Regions from separate parts of the Anas platyrhynchos genome. Here region 2 is linked to region 1. A link is a contact called in public Hi-C data. All regions are on one chromosome and are shown on one strand. The core of a region is the stretch at or near the end of the contact, and the rest is flanking DNA. Distances in the headings are between cores, read along the strand shown.

The links. A called contact is a pair of places that touch in the nucleus more often than the background predicts.
Region 2: a contact with region 1 is called in a Hi-C map of skeletal muscle, with 1.8 times the contacts expected there. The contact joins two enhancer-like sites. A contact is called at or near these places in 5 of 8 Hi-C or Micro-C datasets (liver, skeletal muscle, small yellow follicle and 1 more).

What each region holds. Positions count from the first base shown.
Region 1 is chr1:131,968,352-131,972,818 of IASCAAS_PekinDuck_T2T, reverse strand. The region is part of intron 1 of TBL1X (transducin beta like 1 X-linked); the gene reads left to right. Among named protein-coding and RNA genes, the nearest start is that of TBL1X, 49 kb to the left of the region's middle. Within about 2 kb of position 1,763, at least 1 of the 8 cell types and tissues checked has an H3K27ac peak or open chromatin away from gene starts, as enhancers often do. A contact at or near this core is called in subcutaneous adipose tissue, where this site is marked.
Region 2 is chr1:132,028,370-132,032,836 of IASCAAS_PekinDuck_T2T, reverse strand. The region is part of intron 1 of LOC140000002 (a long non-coding RNA gene); the gene reads right to left. Among named protein-coding and RNA genes, the nearest start is that of TBL1X, 12 kb to the right of the region's middle. Within about 2 kb of position 2,721, at least 6 of the 8 cell types and tissues checked have an H3K27ac peak or open chromatin away from gene starts, as enhancers often do. A contact at or near this core is called in subcutaneous adipose tissue, where this site is marked.

The DNA of each region.
Region 1 (4,467 bases), core at 514-3,013:
CATGAACTAACTAATTGTCCTCTCTGCGTGCACGTGCTTACATACACACAGCATTAATGTAGTCAAAAACCCTCAGATTTAGAGAAAAAAGGAACTGTCCCGAGGCTGAAGAAACGTGCTGCGGTGCAATGGTTGTGCTCTCGGGCCCTTCACCAGGATATGCAGGGATATCAAGGCCCAGCAGCAGCACCTGGGGCGGTGCAGAGGCAGTGAGATGAGTGTGGGACGGGGCCAGTCTGGCCGTCAGGCCTGTGGGGAAGGTGGAGGTGAGGCACAGTGGCGGTGTGCTGTGCTGTGCTCAACCTGCTCGCTGGAAGGCGGCCAGCTCGGGCACGGCCGCTGTGCCTGTGCCCACGGACCAGGGCCGGCGGGGAGGCTGTGGCTGGGGTGCCATCACAGTCATCACCTCTTCATTTCTTCCTCCTTGGTTTATTTACTTATTTATTTTAATCCACTACTTGGTTTTTGGTCACTCCTAGAAGTAAAATACAAACCCAGATCCCAGATCTCAGCAGAGATGGAGGCAGAACTCCCCTCTTTCCTAGCATTCCTCGCAGATAGGGCTGAGCTTTGCTGACAGGGTAGGACAGAGAACCCTAGCACAGGCGGTGCCTATTCATATTGTGGGGATTAGTTTCCAAGGATATATCTATCTGGTGCCTTTTACAGTTACAAAACAAACTTAACTCTTCTTGTACCCCTTTACACACGTGTAGGAATTAGACGTCTAGGAAAGCAATGTGATTGTAGACTTGATTGAAGCACACCAAATCCCTTTGATTTTTCAGAAGGTATTGCCAATTATATGTACACAACTCTCTTTCCTTTTGGTTTAACTTTGCTGTTTTTTACTTTTTGGATTTAATTCTGTTGCCTTTTTCAGTCATTTAAAAAAGCTCGTATAGTTCTGTGTAGTTAATATAGTTTACTTCTTTTATTTTTACTCTTAAAATACTGTAAGCTGGAAGGCACAGATAAAAGGCAGGCATGAGAATTATTCTAATGAGGAGCGTATCTTCTTTCCCATCCATCCAGTTCTCAGAAATGAAAGAAAAGAACAGGAGCAGGTGAATTTTTAATAACGTGGCATGGTGTTCACAGGACACAGACTTTGTCATTCTGTGTGAAAGGTACTGAAGGTCTCTTTAATTCCATTTTCATTAGTGCTTTCTATTTTGTATTGCTGTTATTATATAATTCATTAAGAATTTGTGGGAATCTGTTTTTATATTACAAAAAAAAAGCAAACCCTAGGCTCTGATGCTTCTGCTTGTATCAATAAGTGTCTTAAATAACCAGTTAATTTAAATGAGCCAATTAATTTGAAAGCAGAGCATGACAGTGTATCATAAAAATTCATCCAGCTTCATTCTCACAGGATTTTATGTGCTTAGAAAAAAACATAAGGCGAGCTGAAAAAGATGGCCCTAAATACAATACTGGAGAAGAAGAAAACAGTGAATGTGAGCTCTGTATAATGCACAGACTGGAACGTTCACGTAATGATTACTTTCACTGCTGATGAATCAAGTCAGCTTGTCTGGGGGACCACTGTCATGTATTTGCTACGTAGTCTGGTGGTGCTGGGTAGAGGTTAGGTAAAAAATAGAATGGAGTTTAGGCCATGACGGGCAGTTTACAAGGAAGAGGAGGAAGAGTGGGAGGAGGTTACCTCAAAAGCCAGGCTCCACTGGTTTTAACTTGCAGACTGTCAAGCAGCCAACAAAAAATTTTTAGGAATGTTTTGAACTGTATTTTTTTCTTGGCTAGGATGACACATCTTCAGAACACTTATTCCAGTGCATTTCTTCACTATTATGATGGTAGCATATAAACTATGTGGGTATTTTCTAATATGTCAACGTTATTTTGTGGTTACAGCACTGGCTTTTTGTGTCCGTTTTTTCTTTGTTTTTTTTAACGCTTTGTGTGTATGTATGCATATGTGATTACTGATGTGTATATGATTTTTTTTCATTTAAATCTTGCTTAGAGTAAGAAGCATATTCGTCACGGTGTTTATGACGTTACCAGCAGCATATATTTTGGATTAAAAAAAAAAAAAACAAAAAAACAAAAAAACTTTTGACACCTGGACGGGTTCAGTGTTCTCTGATGTCAGTGTGTTTAATGCCATTATACACCGTCAGTTTGATCATACTCAGTGAATGGTGGATTTGTAGATAAGCTGCGTTGTGCTTATTAGTAGGTATGTACATGTATCTATACACCTGCTGTATGTCATATAGCATGAAATAAATTAATTTCTCATATTAAAAAAGTAGCATGTCTTCTGCACATATTTTAAAATACATACTTTTGTAGTTGCTTATTACTATCTTCATATCACCATGGGGTTGTTTGGAACTACAACTTTATTCCTTGATTTTTTTTGGTAAATTGGGATATGTATCTGTTAAAAGAAAAATTTGTTACTTAATATCTTTACAAGACAATTGATAGGGCACTCCTTTCTGCAGTTAGATAATTTCAGTGGAATGTGATGATTTATCTGCCTGACATCCTACAGAACTACTATGAAGTTTCTATTCATGTTTTCTTAGAAATTTCAAAGATCGAAAAGCATTGACAATTTATTTTACATCTGGTTTATTAAAAAGTGTGAATGTCAAGTTCTGCTTACTATAGTACAATCTTACTTTCCATCAAATTATAAATAAATTAGGATAGCAAAGTATCAAAAGGAAATTATGAAAAAAGTTTTCTCTTTTGTTGAAGAGTTCAGGGTTAGAAGTAATGATTGCTTTAATTTGTTAATCTGTGAATTATGTTCTTGGCTAACAGAGTTGAATTAGTGTATTAGGTTGCTGTGGAACAAACCTCGGTAGCATTTTTCCAACCTTTTTTTTAACAGCTTTTAAACTTTTAAAAACTTTTTTTTTCATTCTTTTTTTCTCATCTGCTTAAAGACTATTGGAGTTTCCAGTGGTGTTTAAGAGATTTCATTTCACTGGAGGCTTTTAATGTTTCACAATTTTTCTTTGTCAGCTCCTCAGTGTGTGGGTAGTGCCAGCAAGGGCCACGTTGATCATACATTTGTGTTCTGAACACGCAACAAATCCAGTTATAGATATTGTCCGAAACTGTAAAAACTTCCTCGGCAACATGCAGAAGACTTCTAGGATCAAGCCTTACATGATGACAGTACAGATTCTTGACTGGTTAAGTCAGTGTATTTCAGTCTTTTTTAAAGTGCCTGAGTAATGGTGTGCGTGATTTTTAGCTTTTACACTGAAAGTCAGTATTCTGGTAATGAAATAGGCAATGCAGTGTCCCTTCCTCCTCCTGTAGCCTAATTAAGTAGTCTTTTTCATATAGTATAACTTCTATTATCTGTTTTGAATACCATTATTACCTGAGTCCTCACTGTGTTGTTTGAAGTTCATGTGGCTGACAAACATGAAGTCCAGATTTGGAGCCCAGTTTCTTTAAAATGTGCAAAAGCTCTCTTGACTTATCTCAGCATTTTCAGAGGTGTAGTATTTTGCAGTAGAAAGTGTGAAACTTAGCAGCTTGAGGTTCTAAGTACGTATTTTGGAAAATGTCCAACTTAGGTCAGTGATTAGAGCCTGTGGCTTTTCTCAGACAAGTGCCTGTAGTTTTTCAGGCCAGCCCACATCAAAAGGTCTCACAAACTCTAACAGCAGCCGCCCATCGAGCACCTTGTGAGCATTGGCAGGATGCTCTTGTTGTTGTCCATCCATATCGTGTGTAGTCTCAAAGCTCCTCTGCTGACCGTGACCTGTTAAAACAGAAGCCCTCAACACAGCCCAGCAGCTGATGCACACCTTTGCCTAAGCGTTACCTGCATCGTACCCTCTGGGAGGACCCCAAGCCAGGCTTCACCCTTGGCAGTAGAGCACCCTGCATCTTTTGCATCTGCTCAGTAACAGAAGCAGTGCCTTCTGTAACCCATGCTGCTACCAGTCTCAGCAGCCTGGCTCTGTGCAGCCTGAGATGGATCACAGCCAGCTGACCCAGGCCATCACAGCAAAGCCTTGCTGAGCTCTCAGTCCTGCTGCTGGCTGGGGTGGCATCAGCCGGGCTGTGCTTGAAGGCAGAAACCTGGCAGTGCACGGTGCTGTGCTTCATCTGTCATGGGAGATGTTGGCCATAGAAATAAACATGATTTGCTGCTCCCAAGTGAAGGGGAAAAAAAAAAAAGCCTAGAATGAGTATGGCTGTGTATTGGCAATGTGGTGTATGTGGGCTTTTTTACTTATTGGTTTGCTCTGGGGTAGCTGCTCTATGTATGTCAACAGTGGAAAACTGGGTAGAAAGAGCATTATATTCTCTAGTTTTAGAAGTAAATTTTATGACTTGGACATTTTTGATGACTTGGACGTTCTATAGATAGTTCTTTTTTACATAAATATCTAATTGCACTTTAAGCATTATCTTAATTGTTCTTTTTGTCTTCGGAAATGCATATGGTTACTTCTCTGG
Region 2 (4,467 bases), core at 1,472-3,971, 59 kb before region 1:
CTGAAGCTTATTTATAGTTTAGCTTAGACAAACAAGACGACTGCATATGCATTAGTGAGGCAAAGTGAGTAATAAAATCACAAACAAGGCAGGACAGAAAAATTGTATTTTGTTTAGCTGTACGATGAATTTTCAATAGCCCTTTAAAAAAAGTATTTTATGACTTTGGTTGAGATTGCAAGCATTAGTGCTGTTTGTAATGTGTCCAGTGATTCTGGTGGATCCTCGTCAAATTACAGCACGCTTTCCATTTGGATTTCCTCCATCATTAGGTCTTATTTTCCTGTCAGTTTGCCCATTTTATCATGAGCTTCTTTCAGACAACAGACTGGGCAACATACCTCCAGCAGTAAAAGAAATCAAACAGTCTATAAAAATAAAAATATGTTTCAACAATTTTTCCACAAAAGATGGTTTATCAGAGTGTATAATATGGATGATAGATTCATGTTGGCACTTCAGTTTTCCCAAACACACACAAAAAAGATTTGCTTTTCCTTATTTTCTTCTTTAAAAGGGTTGATACACTAGAAAGAATTATATTTTGGATTCCTGAAGTGTGCTAAACCAATCCAACAGGAGCTAACTTGCCAAATTCAACTGTGATGTGAATCGGGGTTAAAGGTACACAGCAAGTTTAGAAACGGGGGAAATATTAATGTTTTTCCACCAGTGCCACTCTAACAACTCAAAGCAAATTCTGAAAGCTTTTAAATCACACTGATAACTTCTCACAGGCTAAACTGCCCCTGTGTTAATTATGGATACGATTATTGTTTAAGTAAACATCAGTGTACAGCAAGCCTAAACTTTATAGTCCCCTTTATTTGCTTCTGCTAAAGGACGTCTCTCATCGTTCCAGGATCAGAGTCACTTCTTGCACTAATAAGAGCAATTTTCTGAGATTACTGGAATGGCATTAGATTAGGTCAGCAGTGAAATTGGCCCTCTGCATGTATCCTAATTTTACATCCCCATGAAATACCACATCACTCACATCAGCCTGACTTTTACCCTTGGAATTAGTTTCCCAGCACACTCTTGCGGCGCCACTTCACAACATCATTTACTTCACCCTATTGTCTGTCCCTGAATCTCCCGAGAGACTTGCCTGAATCTGCTGACTCCGGGCAGCATTTGCAAGACTTTGGCTTTTTAATTAATTAATTAATTAATTTGCTTAATTTAGTGAACATTTAAGAAAGTTTCAGGAAAGAGGTGATGCATTGGTACCATAAAGAAATTATATCCCTGTGTTGTTTTTTTGTTTTTGTTTTTTTTTGTTTGTTTGTTTGTTTTGTCGTTTTGTTTTGTTTTGTTTTGTTTTGTTTCTGAAGCCAAGAGGGAACTGCAGCCATATCACTTCATGGAAGGACACCCAGGAGTCAAGTCCAAAGATCCCAAAATATTTTTTGGGATCCGAAGATCCCAAAATAACCCATTACCGAAGATCCCCAAATATTCCAGGTGGGGCTGTCCCCTCGGGGATTTCCCCTGTGGTCAGCACACCACATGCTGCAGTACCTACACACCACTGCCATCTGAAATCGAAGGGTGTTCATGTGTTGCTTCCTGCACCTCAAATCCCGACTTCTAGAAAAATCTTCCCTTTTCCCCATCTCCTATGCCTCTCGAAAACACGGAGGCAAATACTCCAGCACTTAAGCAGAACACAAATGTAACCTATTGAATGTATAGCGCTCTTGGCCTCAAACTGTGCTCTTGGGACTGTGTTTTGAGGTCGATTATTGGGATGCAGGAAGAGCTGCCACATCCAGGCGTAGAAACACACGTTGCTTCTGGCTTGGTTTTGGACACCAGTACATAGGATTGACCATGCCGATGCTGTGCACTGACTGTGCGCTGACCGCCCGTCAGAGAGAATCATCTCAAACCTAACAGGGGATGCTGGGCTCGGGCCTGGCCCGGCCTGCAGCGACTACGTGGGCAAGAGACAACTCCTGTACCAGCCTGGCCCTGCTACTCCTGCCCTGGGGCTGACCGGCACTGACACGGGCACAAGGCGCCATGTGGAGACCTCAGTACCCAGCAGGGTGGCACGGGGCTCGGGGAGGGGTTTGGCCACCCACAGCCCCCTGGCCTCAGCCCCCGCTCGGTGGTGGCACGGTGTGGGCCTCCTGTGTGCCAGGGCAGGGCACGGGCAGACTGAGGGGAGCCGTGGCACACAGCAGGGCACACGGCATGGCGGGCACACAGCATGGCGGGCACACAGCGTGGAGGGCACACAACATGGCGGGCACCTCACTGGGCAGCGCAGCACACACCCTCCCTTCCCCAGATGGCTTTTTTTTTTTGAGGTGTTTTTATTGTTGTTGTTCACGTTTTTTGATGTTTTATTATTATTATTACCATTATCTTTATTATTATTATTATTACTGCTATCGCCGAGCAGCCCCACAGGGAATCGCCACATCCCCACGGCCGGCCACCAACCACCCCGTGCCCCTCCCCCCCGCCTTGCCGCTCCCCTCCCCTCCCCCTCCCCCCGAGCGGCGCGGCGGCCGCCCCTCCTCCCTCCCCTCCCCCTCCCTTCCCCTCCGCCCTTCCCCTCCCTCCCCTCCCCCTCCCCGCGCGGCCCCGCGGGGTCACGTGCCCCCTCCCCCTCTCCTCCCCCCCCCCGCCCTCCCCCTTCCCATCCCCCCGGCGGGGCGGGGGAGGGGCAGCGCAGCCGCTCTGCGCGGCGGGGTCAGCGGCGGGTACCGACAACCCTGTAAGAGGCGGGCACTGCCCGCACGGCCCCGGCGCCGCCTCCATTTTGTGTCCCCGGTGTCCCCAGCCCCCACCCCGCCCCCGGCCGCGGCTGGGCTGGGGGAGCGGGTTGGGGGGTCAAGGGAAAACATCCAAATGCTCAGCCTCACTCTGCAACGGGGGCAGCCTCAGGCATTTTGGGGAGGGGGCGACCATGCTTGGGTCCCCTCAGCAGTGTTACTGCAGGGCGCAGAAAAGCCCTGTGCAGCCCCACTGAGCTCCCCTGAAATCCATCAGTTGTCATCATTCAGTCATTTCTAACCCATAACGTTGACATCCCAAACCAACCAGATCAACAGTATGGGCCTGGCTCCTGGCTCTCTCTCTCTTTTTTTTTTTTTTTTTTTTTTAACACAAAATCCACCCCTGCGACTCCCATCTGGTGATGAAGTTAGTGCTGATTTACGCAAGGGTACCCGAGAGCTGATGCCTCCTCCCTGTGTATAAAATGGTGTTTGGGAATGAGTAGCTGCCTGGTAGGCATGGGCACTACAGCTCTCCCTGAAAGGCGTCTACGAGAGCGTGCTCTTGGCCCTGCACTGCTCACATTTCTGCACTGTAACCTGGCAATCTTCATAAAAGAAGGAGTCCTTTAGAATAAACGTGCTCACATGGCTGAAAATTCATCAGATTTATTTTTTCTTAATGAATGCTTTCACATTTCATATTTGTGAATGTTTTTGGGTTTTAAAACAATGGGCATTTTTTAGCAAACTTCAGTCCCTGCAGGCAGAAAACATAATTCTTCACGTGTTTCACCCAAATCTTTGTTCTTTTTCCCTTTTTGGTGAGAAATCCTGGGAGAGGACCCAAACATTTCCACAGCAGCTTTAAGAAAGCCGCTTGGCATCGCCTGCCCTTTCCAGTGGCCGGCCATCCATCCATCCATCCATCCATCCATCCATCCATCCATCCATCCATCCATCCAACCATCCACCCATCCATCCAACCATCCCCCTTTGTGCAGGCTTTCCACGTCAGGGCCATGCCACCACCGTGCCAGTCGGAACAACAGGGGGAGTGCTAGTGAAAGGGAAACCAGCTGAGCTGAGCATTGCTTCACCATCTCGTTTGTTTGGGTCAGGGCCTGATCTACCAGTTGTACTGGTTAGCGTATAAAAATAAATAAATAAATAAATAAATAACACCTTCAAACCATCCACCTTTGTGTGCAAAAGACACAGTTAAACCCTGGAGTCGGAATATGCTGGGAGGCAACCAGTCCTTCACGCTGAATGTGATGGGGGCATAGTGGCACTAAAAATTTCCTGCGTTGGCAGTGAGAGGAGTTCGTGCTGGCACTGCGAGCACGGTTGTGAAGGACTGCTGACACCAAGAAAAAGGTCCTTGTGATGTACGGGGCTGGTTGGAAGCACTGGGTGAGGGAATTGCTGCAAAAACAGAGTCAAGTAAGCAGAAACTGTGCTTAGATAATTAAAATGCTGATGAAACCAAGGATCTTTCAGCTAATAGTGAACATGCAGTAGAAAGGATTTCATTACATTTTAACTGTGTGGACCCCCCTAATGCCTGAGTGCAGATGCAGCACATGCAGATAGCATAAACTCATGGGTGTTTTTTTTTTTGTTTATTTTGTTTTGTTTTTTTTTGTAAAACTTGTTCTTAAAAAGAAATGGCATAGTTTGTTTATCAGTACTGGGAGATCCTGGAATTTCAGAACGCAGATATCCCGAATGA